2 separate regions of the Mus musculus genome follow, and region 1 is linked to region 2. The links are chromatin contacts, called in public capture Hi-C maps. All regions are on one chromosome and are shown on one strand. Each heading gives the region's core, a stretch centred on a gene start, on an enhancer-like site or on the middle of the called end of the contact. The rest is flanking DNA. Distances are from core to core; before and after follow the strand shown. Region 1 holds the start of Dmrtb1 (DMRT-like family B with proline-rich C-terminal, 1). Region 2 holds the start of Yipf1 (Yip1 domain family, member 1).

Evidence for each region. Capture Hi-C pulls out chosen DNA fragments and counts their contacts.
Region 1: a capture Hi-C map of embryonic stem cells shows a contact between it and region 2, with 3 times the contacts expected there. The contact joins the promoter of Dmrtb1 here to the promoter of Yipf1 in region 2. A contact is called at or near these places in 6 of 39 promoter capture datasets (cranial neural crest, embryonic stem cells, frontonasal cranial neural crest and 3 more), 4 of 115 datasets of contacts at active chromatin or transcription factors (astrocytes, embryonic stem cells and stem cell-derived neural progenitor cells) and 1 of 9 other capture datasets (embryonic stem cells).

The regions. Positions count from the first base shown.
Region 1 is chr4:107,680,264-107,686,050 of GRCm38.p6, forward strand. Dmrtb1 (DMRT-like family B with proline-rich C-terminal, 1) reads right to left here and starts at 3,967. Exons shown (of 4, transcript NM_019872.2): 1 at 3,317-3,967; 2 at 383-591. The coding sequence starts at 3,899.
Region 2 is chr4:107,311,124-107,317,340 of GRCm38.p6, forward strand. It overlaps Yipf1 (Yip1 domain family, member 1), which reads left to right and starts at 3,240. Exons shown (of 10, transcript NM_145550.3): 1 at 3,240-3,339; 2 at 4,640-4,719. The coding sequence starts at 4,689.

The DNA.
Region 1 (5,787 bases), core at 2,717-5,216, 370 kb after region 2:
GAACAGCCACATCTTTCAGGCTGGCATGGAAGTCAAGAGCTAGGTTTGCTGTACCTCGGGGACACACTTGAGATAGCAGAGCATGCCTGGGCTTGAGGCAGGGCATCTCTGACTCCATACCAATCAGCCAAGTGTGCTGCATCCCAGGCCTCATTCACAGTCCTGTGGCATTGGGGCTCGGCAGCAGGAAGGCGTCTCTGGCAGCTGCATTGCACGGGTTAAGACTACAGTCGCCCCTGGGCTCCAAGTCTGAAGAGCAGACACCACACCCCGGGCCCATTCCCCCTTATGACAACCAGCTCTCTGGGACTGAGGGCCAGGGAAAGTGATAAGAGCGGCTGGGGTAAGAACAGGCTTAGACAGGAGTCAGGCTCCAACTTACCAAGCCGCTTCTATGGTAGGGGCTGCAGGAGACATGCCGGAAGCCTCTTTGTTGAGGGACCCCCAGAGCAGAGGATGAATCCTGGCCTTCCGAAAGTGGAAAGGACTGGTAGGGTGAAACAGGGACGCAGGCAGGGCACTGCTTGAACGGCTCTCTCTCAGGATTCCCAGCTCCTACCACATGATCAGACTTGAATCTCAGAGGATGCCCTAAGAAGATAAACAGAGAGGGGAAGTGTTAAGAACACAAACCTGAGGGGTGAATGCATTGCTGTCTCCCGGGCAACAGAGAGATTGACACAACCGACTAAAGCAGTCTCTAGTCAGACATCCCACTGGGCTTCTTTATACTCTTATACATACACAGATAATGTATTCTGGTCACATCCACAACACGAGCCCTCTCATCCCCTCTCCTTGTCACTGATCCTTTCTGCCATTTGTCCTCTTTCTGCCTTAACATCTCTTTGGGTATGTATGTGAACCAGTAAGATTAGCTAAGGCTACTTTCAGGAACATGGGTGGCCACACCACTGAATAATTAATAACTACTAATTGCCTACAGATCCTCATGACCCTAACCCCGTGCAGGCAGTAGGCTGCCAGTGAGCTAGTGAGTAGAATGGACAAGCTATGCTTGCCACACTCCACCCCTTCTCCTGGCTCTTGTATTCTTTCCCTCTCCCCTTCATGCTGTCCCCTGGGACCTGGTGGAGGTGATGATGGAGATTCCATTTGGGCTGAGCATTTAACACTCACTCTACGACCCTTTAACCACTTCAGAGTCTAACAGTAACGGCCATGCAACACTAGCAGCAACACTCTAGCACACCGGTGAGATTCCCAGTCCCCCCCTTGGTTCAGCGCTGTGTTGGGCAGAGACAATGGGAGCCCTTGGCTTTGGCTGCAGTCAAGCTGTTCCCCGGGGTTGGTGCATCAGGAGGGGACAGGACAGGACGTCTAAGCCACCGTGTGGTGGTTCTCACCCACCACTGGACTCTGCTTCAGTTTCTGTTCCTGGCAGTGCTGGTGTGAACAGCACAGCCCAGGCACTTCCTCTGCAGTCACAGACACCATCTCTCCTCTTCATTTTTAACCCCACTGTCCCTGAACACTCAGCCATGCTGTTTTGCCCACATGCAGGGCCCACCTCTCCTACTTAGTAAACTCTCTGGAAACGCCTCCCAAGATGCATCCAGACAAATTCCTGCTTTCCTCATCCAGGTTTCTCACCAATCCATCTGACAATCGAGAGTAGCACCATCAGAGCCAGCAAGATGGCTAAAGGCACCTGCCACCAAGCCTGACAGCCACTGCTCCATCCCAGGGACCCATGAGGTAGAAGGAAAGAACCGGTTTCCCAAAGTTGCCCTCTGACCTCTCCTCCACACATGCTGGGATTAGCCACAAGTGGCCTCTTCTCCCCCCCTCTTTATAACACATTTTAAAGTTCCTGTTTGTTGAGAGATGAACACACATATGCCCTCATAGGACTGCTGGTTTATTTAAGTCTGCCTTCCTCATCAGACAGATAGTTCCTTGGGGAGAAAGATTTCTTACAAAATCTCAGAAACATTAAGAATGATTAGCATTGGAGCGGAGTGTGGTGGCGCATGCCTTTAATCCCAGCACTTGGGAGGCAGAGGCAGGTGGATTTCTGAGTTCGAGGTCAGCCTGGTCTACAAAGTGAGTTCCAGGACAGCCAGGGCTATACAGAGACCTGTCCAAAAAAAAAAAAAAAAAAAGAAAGAAAGAAAGAAAGAAAAAGAAAAAGAAAAAGAAAAAGAAAAGAAAGAAAAAAAAGAGAAAAGAATGGTTAGCATTAATTTCTGAAAGTCTGCTCTTCAAGGAAGGAACTTGTCCAAGGCTACACATGGGCATCCCCTCGACTCAGACTCTTTCTACATAGCCCTAAGGAAAGTAACCCCCTCTACCCCCCCCAAAAACCCAAGTCTTCATCCCAAAGAGCCGCATTCCAAGAGCCTCAAATTTTACATTACTTGAAAACATACTTCAGGGGCTAGAGAGGTGGCTCAGCGGTTAAGAGGTTAAGAGCACCGGCTGCTCTTCCAGAGGTCCCAGGCTCAATTCCTAGCACCCATGTGGCAGCTCACACCTGCCTGTAATTCTAGTTCCAGAGGATAAGACACCCTCACACAGACATGCATGCCGGCAAAACACCAATGCATTATAATAAATAAATTATAAGATATAAATATAATTTTAAAAAAACTCAAGAAATCTACTTCAACCAGGAAAGCAACCTACAGCATAAAGAAACAATGTAATTAATGCACAAAGCGAGGGGGAAAAAAAATCTTAGTGAACCAGCCCATCCCCCTGGCCAACTAGCAGAAAGTTTTATTCCCCACCACATCAGGTGAAATGGAACAAGTGAGTGTGAGTACAGGTGCGTTAGGCTAGACACTGCAGTTAGGATAAATTAGCCTCGGCTCAGTGAAAGGAGGGTGCGCAGGCGCAGTTTAAGGTGAACAGCCACTCAGAAAAAGACTCTCCAGCAGGAGAAAAATGGCAGGCGGGGAGGGGGAGGGGTTGCCACGCAGGCACAAGAGATCTAGACCTGGGAGGGGGGAAGGGATGCCGTGCAAACGCGCTAGAGGGGCCACGGAAAGGCGCCACTGCCAAAGCTGCCCAGCTGCCATCTTTTTTTTCCTCTTGCAAAAGTACAGAGGCAGAAAACTGCATCTCAACAAAGCCCCCCTGCACTGCACATTCTTCCCTACCAGCTTTTTCCCATTGCTATCATCAGAAGCCACCCACCCAAATCCTTGTCTGGGAACAGGTTCTCAAGCGGGGTTACCTGGGGAAGGCGCCTTTCCCACCCCGGCACCAGTCTGGGACTCCAGCTTAGAGCCGGAGGCTGCTGGCCTGGTACAGGCCGGAGGAACCGTCGGCTGCACGAGGCTGGGCTTACCGTAGTCGGCGAACGGCAGTCGGGGCACGGGCCGCACTGGCCCTGGCACTGGCACGGGCCGCACTGGCAGGTGCTGATCCGGGTAGCAAAGCTCCGGCCTGGGCGCCTGTGGCATGAGCTGGGGCAGCCACGCGGAGGAACGGTCGCGCAGTCCCCCGGGGGCCCCTGGTCCAGGCTGGAAGGTGCTGGGGCCCGGGCGGCCACTTGGGCCCAGCTGGAAGGTGCTCGGGCCTGGGCTCGGGGCCTGCGGGGGCCTCTCGAGGAAGCAAGTGGCCGTGGGGCCTGGCCCAACGCCTCCCGGAACCGCCCTAGGCAGTGGGCAAATGCTGGAGCTCAAGGCGGTGGCCGCCGCTGCTGGAGCCCTAGGAGGCAGCTGGGGACCCTGCGTGCCCACGGTCGCCACCTGCTCCTCGGCAGCTTGGGTTCTGAGAACCTTCTGGGCAGCCATGATCTTCTGGCGCTCGGTGATCAGGTAGCACTTGTCACAGATGCACTGCTTCCAGCGGCATTTGCCCGTATGGCCCTTGACTGGTACCAGATAGCCATGGTTCCGGCACCTAGAGCACTTGGGGGCGCGAAGCATCTTGTCGTCTAGCTGGGCAAGCTCTGCTTCCAAACGCAGCCACCACTTCCCGAAGCTGCAGAGCAAGTGAAGCAGGAATGAGCGGTGCCCCCATAAGTCCCTGGTGCTGGGGACATTGGATACACTTGTAACAAAACAGCTCGCTGAATGTCCGGAGAACTGCAATAGGACTCTTGCATTTTTTCCACTTTCTGTGTGTGTGTGTGTGCTAAATTTACCGTGTTTCTGTGTGTTGGGCAATGGTGTACGGTGTAAATTAAAAATGAAATACTTATTACATGTATGTCATACGAGTTATTTGAAGTTTTCGGCACTTGAATTTTCAAACTTCCTGTTCCCGCCAAATTGTAACTGGAAAATAGATTTTTTTTTTTTTTTTTTTTTTTGAAAAAAGGCGGACTTCTACTCAACGGTCGAGGGTTTTAAAACTCCCAATGAACAGAGCTGTTAGTAAACCCGTACTATTGGAAAGTTCCAGAGAACACTGTGTTTTTCCTCCCCGAAGCAGCTGCTTCTGCTTCATCTCGCTCCTCTGTAGAGAAAAAGAGCAGTTCTGCTTCCAGAATATTCTTCAGCGCTTAGTGCAGTGTTGGTTACTTACAGGCATTGCAGAAACCATGAGTTTTTGAGTCCTGTTTGTGTAAGCACTAGGGTCTGAAAAATGCATGCTTAATAATGTTCTAAAGTGCCGGGCGTTGGTGGCGCATGCCTTTAATCCCAGCACTTGGGAGGCAGTGGCAGGCGGATTTCTGAGTTCGAGGCCAGCCTGGTCTACAGAGTGAGTTCCAGGACAGCCAGGGCTACACAGAGAAACCCTGTCTCGAAAAACAAAAAACAAAAAGCAAAAACAAAAATAATGTTCTAAAGCAAAACATGATAGTTCGGAACTAATTTGAATTACTGGCTTTTGGGTTTGTTTGTGTGTGTGTGTGTTTGTGTGTGTGTGTGTGTTTCTTGTTTCATATGGTCTTTTAATTGTCTTTATGAAGCCAAACACAACTACTTAAAAAAAAATTCCCTAGCCACTGGAAATACATTGATGAAGCATGCATACTTCTCTCAGGAGAGGGGCCATATAAGTAAACATTTGCAAGAGCCTTCCTCAGACATCTGCTCACCCAGTATAGGGCACACAGCACGGTGTGTTCAGACCTAACTTAGGGGGGCTTGCCCCTCCAGGATGGCCTTTATTCCCAGAATCTACCAATATCACAAGGAGCCACAATTTGCTTGTTTTGTGACAAAGCATGTGTTCCAGTCGGTTCACTCTGAGAGAAGGGGAGCTCCCAGCTTTGGAGAGTAATTCCACCCAAAAGAAAAAAAAATCACATACATGCACACACACACACACACACAAGCAAGCACAATCTCCATGAAAAAAAATCTAATAGCCTACATACAACCTGTCATTTAAATATATATACATATATGTGTGTATACACACACATACACACGCGCGCGCGCACACACACACACACACACACACACACACACGCTATCTGCCTCCTGAGTGCTGGGTTAAGGGCATGCACCACTACGCCAGGCTGTGGTTCTTTTTTTTTCCTTTTCAAAAGAAATATCTATGGTGTCTTTCAAAAGGTTTTCAAAAGGTAAAGACAGGCAGTGCTTTAAATAGTAAGCAGGCCATCTCAGAGGGTCAGAAGCAGCGCGACTATGTTCAGCGCGACTATGACTAAGATCAGAACTAAAAGACTACAAAAGTGGAACTATATCCCTACACCGTGCAGATTCCCTGGAGCTCCCTAAAGCCAGAAAGAAGTCTTACCCCACTGCATTAACTGTAGGATCTGTCCCAGCTGAGTCCCCGCGGTGGCCATCCTGACTCGGGCTGCTGTAGTTTTGAACCTCAGCAGAAATCGCTGTGGGA
Region 2 (6,217 bases), core at 1,990-4,489:
TACAACTTTGAGGCTAGCCTGGGCTATATAGTGAGACCTTGTTTGTCCTTAAGCTGTTAACTCCATCACATTCTGAACATATATAAAGCAGTGAGGGGCCCTCTGGGAGAGCCCTGAGGCAGAGTCCTGTCAGACGGTGCATGTGAGGAGCTTGTCTCAGCCTACACAAGTCCTAGCAGAAGCGTCTAGAAGGCAAGGGTTGGAGGCCAGAAGATAAGAAGTTTCACTTGAGGGGCTGGCTAGATGGCTCAACGGGTAAGAGCACTGACTGCTCTTCAGCTCAGAGACTCTCCTTTCTCTTTCCTGCATTTTCCTAGGTTCACTCCCTGTCTACTGGTTGCTTGCCCTGCCTCTTGACCTATGGTTGACTTTATTTAATCCTATTTACAGAAAGGTCTTGGGTTAAAGGTGTGTGCTAGGGCTGAGCCACACCATAACAAGAGGACGTTTTTGCAGTTCACAATCTTGGGGTTCACAATGTGATCAAATATCCTACAACACTGAACCCTGGGAACCATGAACTTACACAAAACCTTGCCACTCTTAAATTGGTTTGCTTGGGTATTTGTTGCTACAGAAAGTTACCTGGCACTGTTATAGCATCTGTAAGCAAGGGGAGATTTCTTTCTCGGGTAACAGAAAAAACATTGCTTCTGCCTCTAAGGGAGACCCAAGGGAGTATGGGAGTGGGGAGTTGTGTGTGCATGGCTTTTCTACCCAAATGTCTACATCCAATTCTCAGGTTTCCACTTCTCCTGTGTGTGCTGGTACTTTGATGGAGGTGACTAAGAAACTGCCTTGGGGACTCTTTGACACTTGGCCCTCCTAGCAATAAACTGATTTTCAGGCAGCTTTTTTTTTTTTTTTTTGAAAAAAAAAAAAAAACAAAGCAAAGCAAAACAAAACAAAACATAACAAGTCTCCTTCAAAGTTTCTACAGAGACACTATGGTGTCCACAATGTGCCTTAAGATGGCAGCTGGCTGCTCTGACCCTTTTTTCTCAGGGCTTCCAATAAAGCTAAGAAAAACTAGTCTGCAGGCTAAGCACGGTATCATACAGTTTAATCCCAGCACTTTAGGGGGAAGATGCAGGGGGAATCGTTATGAATGCAAAGCCAGCCTGGTCTACAGAGCAAGACCCTGTCTCAAGCAGCGCCTGCCTCTGCTGGGATTAAAGGCGTGCGCCACTACGCCCGGCACCCAGTCTGTTTCTTAACTATTGTCAGCATTGGCCTCTTGCTCTTCCAGGGCCTCAGCACCTTGTCTTCGATGTGCATCTCTTCTCAGAGTCTTTAGGAATTGTGATGCTGCCAGCCTGCCCCTCCCCCCATGTCCCACCCATTGTATCACCAGCCATGGGGCTGCCGCTGCTTTCTGACTCGGGTGCACTGGTTCCAAAGGCTGGGTACTGGGGCTGAGGGGATGACTTGTGGGTCATAGCATGGGGACCCGAGTGCGAATCTCCAGCACCCACATAAAGGGCTAGGTATGGTTATGTGTGCCTGGAACCCCATCATTGGGTTAAGCCCCCCCAGGAGAGACTCTCAAGTGAGCATTTGCCCCTATCAGATTGCCCGTAGGCAAGTCCGTGGGGCATTTTCTTGATTGATGATTGATGTGGTGGGACCCAGCCCACTATGGGTTGTGTCACCCCTGGGCAGGTGGTACCGGGTGGTGTGAGAAGGCAAGCCAGTAAGCAGCATTCCTCCACAGTTGTGCCCTGACTTCCCTCAGTGATGAACTAGGACTGGGACGTGTAAGCCACGTCAACTCTTTCCCTGCCAAGTTGCTTTGGTCATGAAGAAGATGAGGAGCCCATAGCGAGCATTTGGGGTGGCCTTTTCTCAGGGTCTGTAGCTGGAGTAAGATCAGTGGGGGTGAGGTTAGCAGCAAATGAGCGAATGTGAGACAGAAGAGGTGTTGGGCATGCTTGCACGTCTGAGTTCATAAGCTGATGTTCATTCCGGACATTCAACAACAGTGCTCCACATGCACTCTGAGCCCAGTTACCCCCTTATATAATAAGGGCGCCCCCCTCGGGTTTGCAGCATTGTTCTGAGAGTTGGAGGTCCTGCATAGACAAAGCCCCTCCATATGAATTATATTAACTAATGTGTGTTATTACACCTGACAGCTTGCCAGTTAGGAAAACATTATCTGGAGAGACGGCTCAGTGGAGCACTGACTGCTCTTCCAGAGATCCAGAGTTCAATTCCCAGCAACCACATGGTGGCTCACAACCATCTGTAATGGGATCTAATGCCCTCTTCTGGGGTGTGTCTGAAGACAGTGGCATACTCACATACATAAAATAAATAAGCAACTCTTTTTTTAAAAAGAAAAAAAAACATTATCAATCATGACTGATATTCAGAGTATGTTAGAAGTCAAATTGGAAGTACCCTGCAGGTGAAGCTAAAGACACTGGTCTCCTTGTATGAGCTGTGAATCAAGTGTCTGCTGTTTACACTGCTCCCTCCCAGACAGCAAAAACTGTCTAGGGACCCTTTCAGTCCGTGATAGAATACTGTGAACAGTAATTGTATGCTACTGCCTTGGCTGGTACTGGCCACCCGGAGACTAGAACCATTCCGGATCTTTTTGTTCTCAGTGTTCACAGGCTGGCAAAGATAAGCAAACAGAATTCAGGCAAGCATTGCCAAAGCAGGGTGAAGCCCAGGGGATTAGCAGAGCAACAGGAGTCCCAGAGGAGACGATAGCATCCCCTATGGGCAGGGGGAGACAGTTTTCCAAGCCTGGAGGTCCAGGTAGGAAGCAAACCACAAGGTCGCTTGCCAGACTATGCCAATGTTGTTAAGTCCTGCTGTTTTCGAGGTGACTGTCAGACACCTAGGTGGTACAGCTGAGGGGCCAGCCCTCTGTGAACAGTGACAAAAGAACTTCTTTGATTCACAAGCCATCTGCTATGGTGCCTTCCTCGCTGGTTAAGTTTTCATGGCCAGAGAAACCAGGAACTGGTGACCTATTTTCTTTTTCTTTTTCATTTTTCTCTTTGCATAAGTAAAACGTATAAACAATGAGTAAAACACTCCCGAACTCCTGAGAATTCGCCCCACTTCGCCTGTCTCTTTAAGACCACCGAGAGGGCGGGACTCAGCACCGAGTTACTTGGCGCTCCGGTGTCTTCCGCGTTTTCCGAGTCTTCGCTGGGTGACCGCGTTTGCTTTAAGAGAGGAGGCGGTGCTCTGCCCGGAGGAGGCGGAGAAATCTAACACCCTCCCCCGGATCTCCGGCTTCCGGGATTGGACTGACCGGCTACCAGTGCAGAGCATCCCAGGCCCCAACCTTTCCTGGACAGTTGGACCTCTTCCTGAGAGGTGAGGGCGTCAGGGCTTCTGGGTCAGTTGGGGAATCTCCTACCCTCCCTGTCCTCTGTTGCTCAAGCATCCCCCACCACCACCCAAACCCTGTCTGTGCATCCCTAGATCCCTGACTGCAGGGTCGCTAACAGTTAAGAGCTACTAATTGCCTGGCTCTTCGCTAAGCTCCTTACACGCACTACCTTATAGAATGGTTTAGACACCTTCACGAACCCATTTTACAGATGGGGAGCCTCAAGGAGCGCACACACAGCAGAGAAACAACAGAATCGGGACTCAAACCCAGGTCTGTCTGGGACCTTAAGCCGGCTGCACTGGAATGCTTTCCCCACCACCTCTCCCAAACCCTAGGCTCCCCTTCCATTTTCTTCCATCTCCAGGCTGCATCTGGCCCCTAAACATTCACGCGGCAGCGAGTGTCCCCCGCAGCCAGTCTCTTTTTGTTGATAGGACACTCTTCTAACTCATGGTCTCCGAGCTCACCAGATAGTCTAGGATAACCTTAAACTTACTCAGTCTCCTGCCTCCGTCTCCTAGGTGCTGGGATCGCCGGCATGCACCAGATTTTGTAGGTCCTGAGTATTGAACCCAGGACTTTGTACTTGCTAGGCAAACATTCAAATGAGCTACCACACCAGCTTTCGGTTCCTCTGTAGGCTGTCCAGTGTCGCTCTGGATGGTTCTTCCCTGCACTGGGTGGATTCCGCTCACAGATGTCCTGATCACAGGCTGGGCTGGACATCCACTCACAGAGTCCTGAGTGCTTCTCGACTCTCCTGTGTTCAGTTCTCACCCGTCACATACTCTATTCCCAGGTGCAGTTCCCTTATTCTCCAGCTCACTCCTCTTCTTTAACTCCGAGAGGCTGCTCAGCTCTATACCAACTCTCTTCCTGAGCTATATTAATATAAATATCAAGTTGTATGACCTGTGATAGTTATATAAACTATCAGTCCCCGTTGAAAGAGTAGGCAAGTGTGTGTGTGGGGGGGAGGGATTGCTCAGCAGGTAAAGGTGGCTGTCCCCAAGCATGGTCCTAGTCCCATTCTGGGTCCCTAAGGTAGAAGGAAAGAACTGAATCCCATAGCCACAGAAGATAAAGAGATGGTAGTAATCATTTTTAGTTTCTGACCCACTATGTGGGGCAGGCCACCCTTAAACTCACAGAGATGTGCCTCCACAGTGTTGAGGTTAAAGGCATGCACTACCACTACAGCTGGCTCTCAAAATTCTTTTACTATGAATTCTTTTTGCAGAGTGTTCCATTTTCCTAAGCTTACATATTTCTTTGTTTTAGACCCCGGAACGTTTTCTACCTTACCCTTGGGAGAAGAGCCTCTGGCTGAATGGCAGCTGTGGATGACTTACAGTTTGAAGGTACGGCAGGCGGGCCTCCCCCTTTATCTTGTGATCACATTTTCCTCTGCCACAGCTACAAATTTTATTACTGCCACATGCCATACTGTAAAGGATTTTATTTCAATCATCTTGGTAAGAGGCTGTTGGGCACGCCCAGGTTTTTCTAGTTTGCTTATTTTTCTCACGGAACTCTTCTGATGGGCAGCAGGCAGCAAAAACTAGGAGTTAGCAGTTGCCTCATCTTTTCTGAGCACTCGCTGTGCAGGCACCGTTGTAAACACTTTACAGGGGACGACTCATGTAATCCTTCTCATATCGGGCTTTTTAAAGTAATCATTCTGCTTGTCTTTTCAGTAAGGAAACCGAGGCACTAAGGAAATCAAGCTATCTGCCTAAGAGTCACACAGTTACTAAACCAGTCAGCCAGGACTGGAATCCGGGCAGTGTGACGTCACAGACTCCCCACTGTCTGATGGAGATTTGATATTAAAGTAGAAGTAACTTCTTGTGCAAATACTGTCACACCACAATTCTCCATCTTGTTTCAGACCACCCATAACAGCATTTGTGCTGGGGAAGCTCTCTAGCCGAGACTCCCAGTTCCCATTCCCTTCAGGTGGCTCCCAACTGCCTATAAATCCAGTTCAGGAGATCTGATGCTGCTCTGGTCTCCACGGGCTCTGCACATAGGTGGCCATATACTCCCCCACCCCCACACATACACATAAGCCTGTTCCTCACCTCCTCCCACCGTCCCATAAGGTACAAGGTCATCTTCCGCCACTGTCACCTAAATTAACACCCCACCTTCCGATGTCACTTGCTTCGCAACTCACTGGGAGTGAAGGCCTGGATAACCAGGGCCCACTGCCTCTGCTGGTCTCTGTCCTTTTGTAGCTCATGGCCTTTCCCACGTTTGCCTGACACACTGGGCTTGCAGCCTCACAGAGAGCCAGCTTGGGACGTTTGCTCTGTTTTTCAATTCCAAGTTGTCTTTCTTCAGCTCTTGCTTGCACAGTGCAAGGGGGTGCAAGTATTGTGGACAGCATTTGCAGAGCCCCCTGGGCGGCGGGAGGAAGATTGTTTAATTTTTTTCCTCTTTAAGAAACAAAAAGTTGGTCCATGTTCCAGATCATAGCAGAGGTTGTCGGCCCAAGGCGGCTTGAAAGGAGGCAGGCCGTGATGAACGTGAGGCTATACAATGGTTAAGGACTTCGGCTTCAGGGAAGAGCATGTGGTCCTTGGGGTGGCCTGGAAGGCTGTCCTGAGGAAGATGGTAGACGAGAAGGTGGAGTTCAGGTGGCTTCTGGCAGAAGTCATGTGCTAGGAAAAGATGGACGTAAAAGACGGCTTCAGAGAGGCCAGGACGCAGAGACAGAGAACGTTACTGTCAGAAGAGATACACTTCTGATGGTGCCTTCCGTGTCTTCCGGCGTGCACACGCTTCCTGCTCTGCCCCTGGGTCCTTCTCAGCCCTTTGTGTAGCACCCATGGCCATTCTTATTGGGTGTTTTCC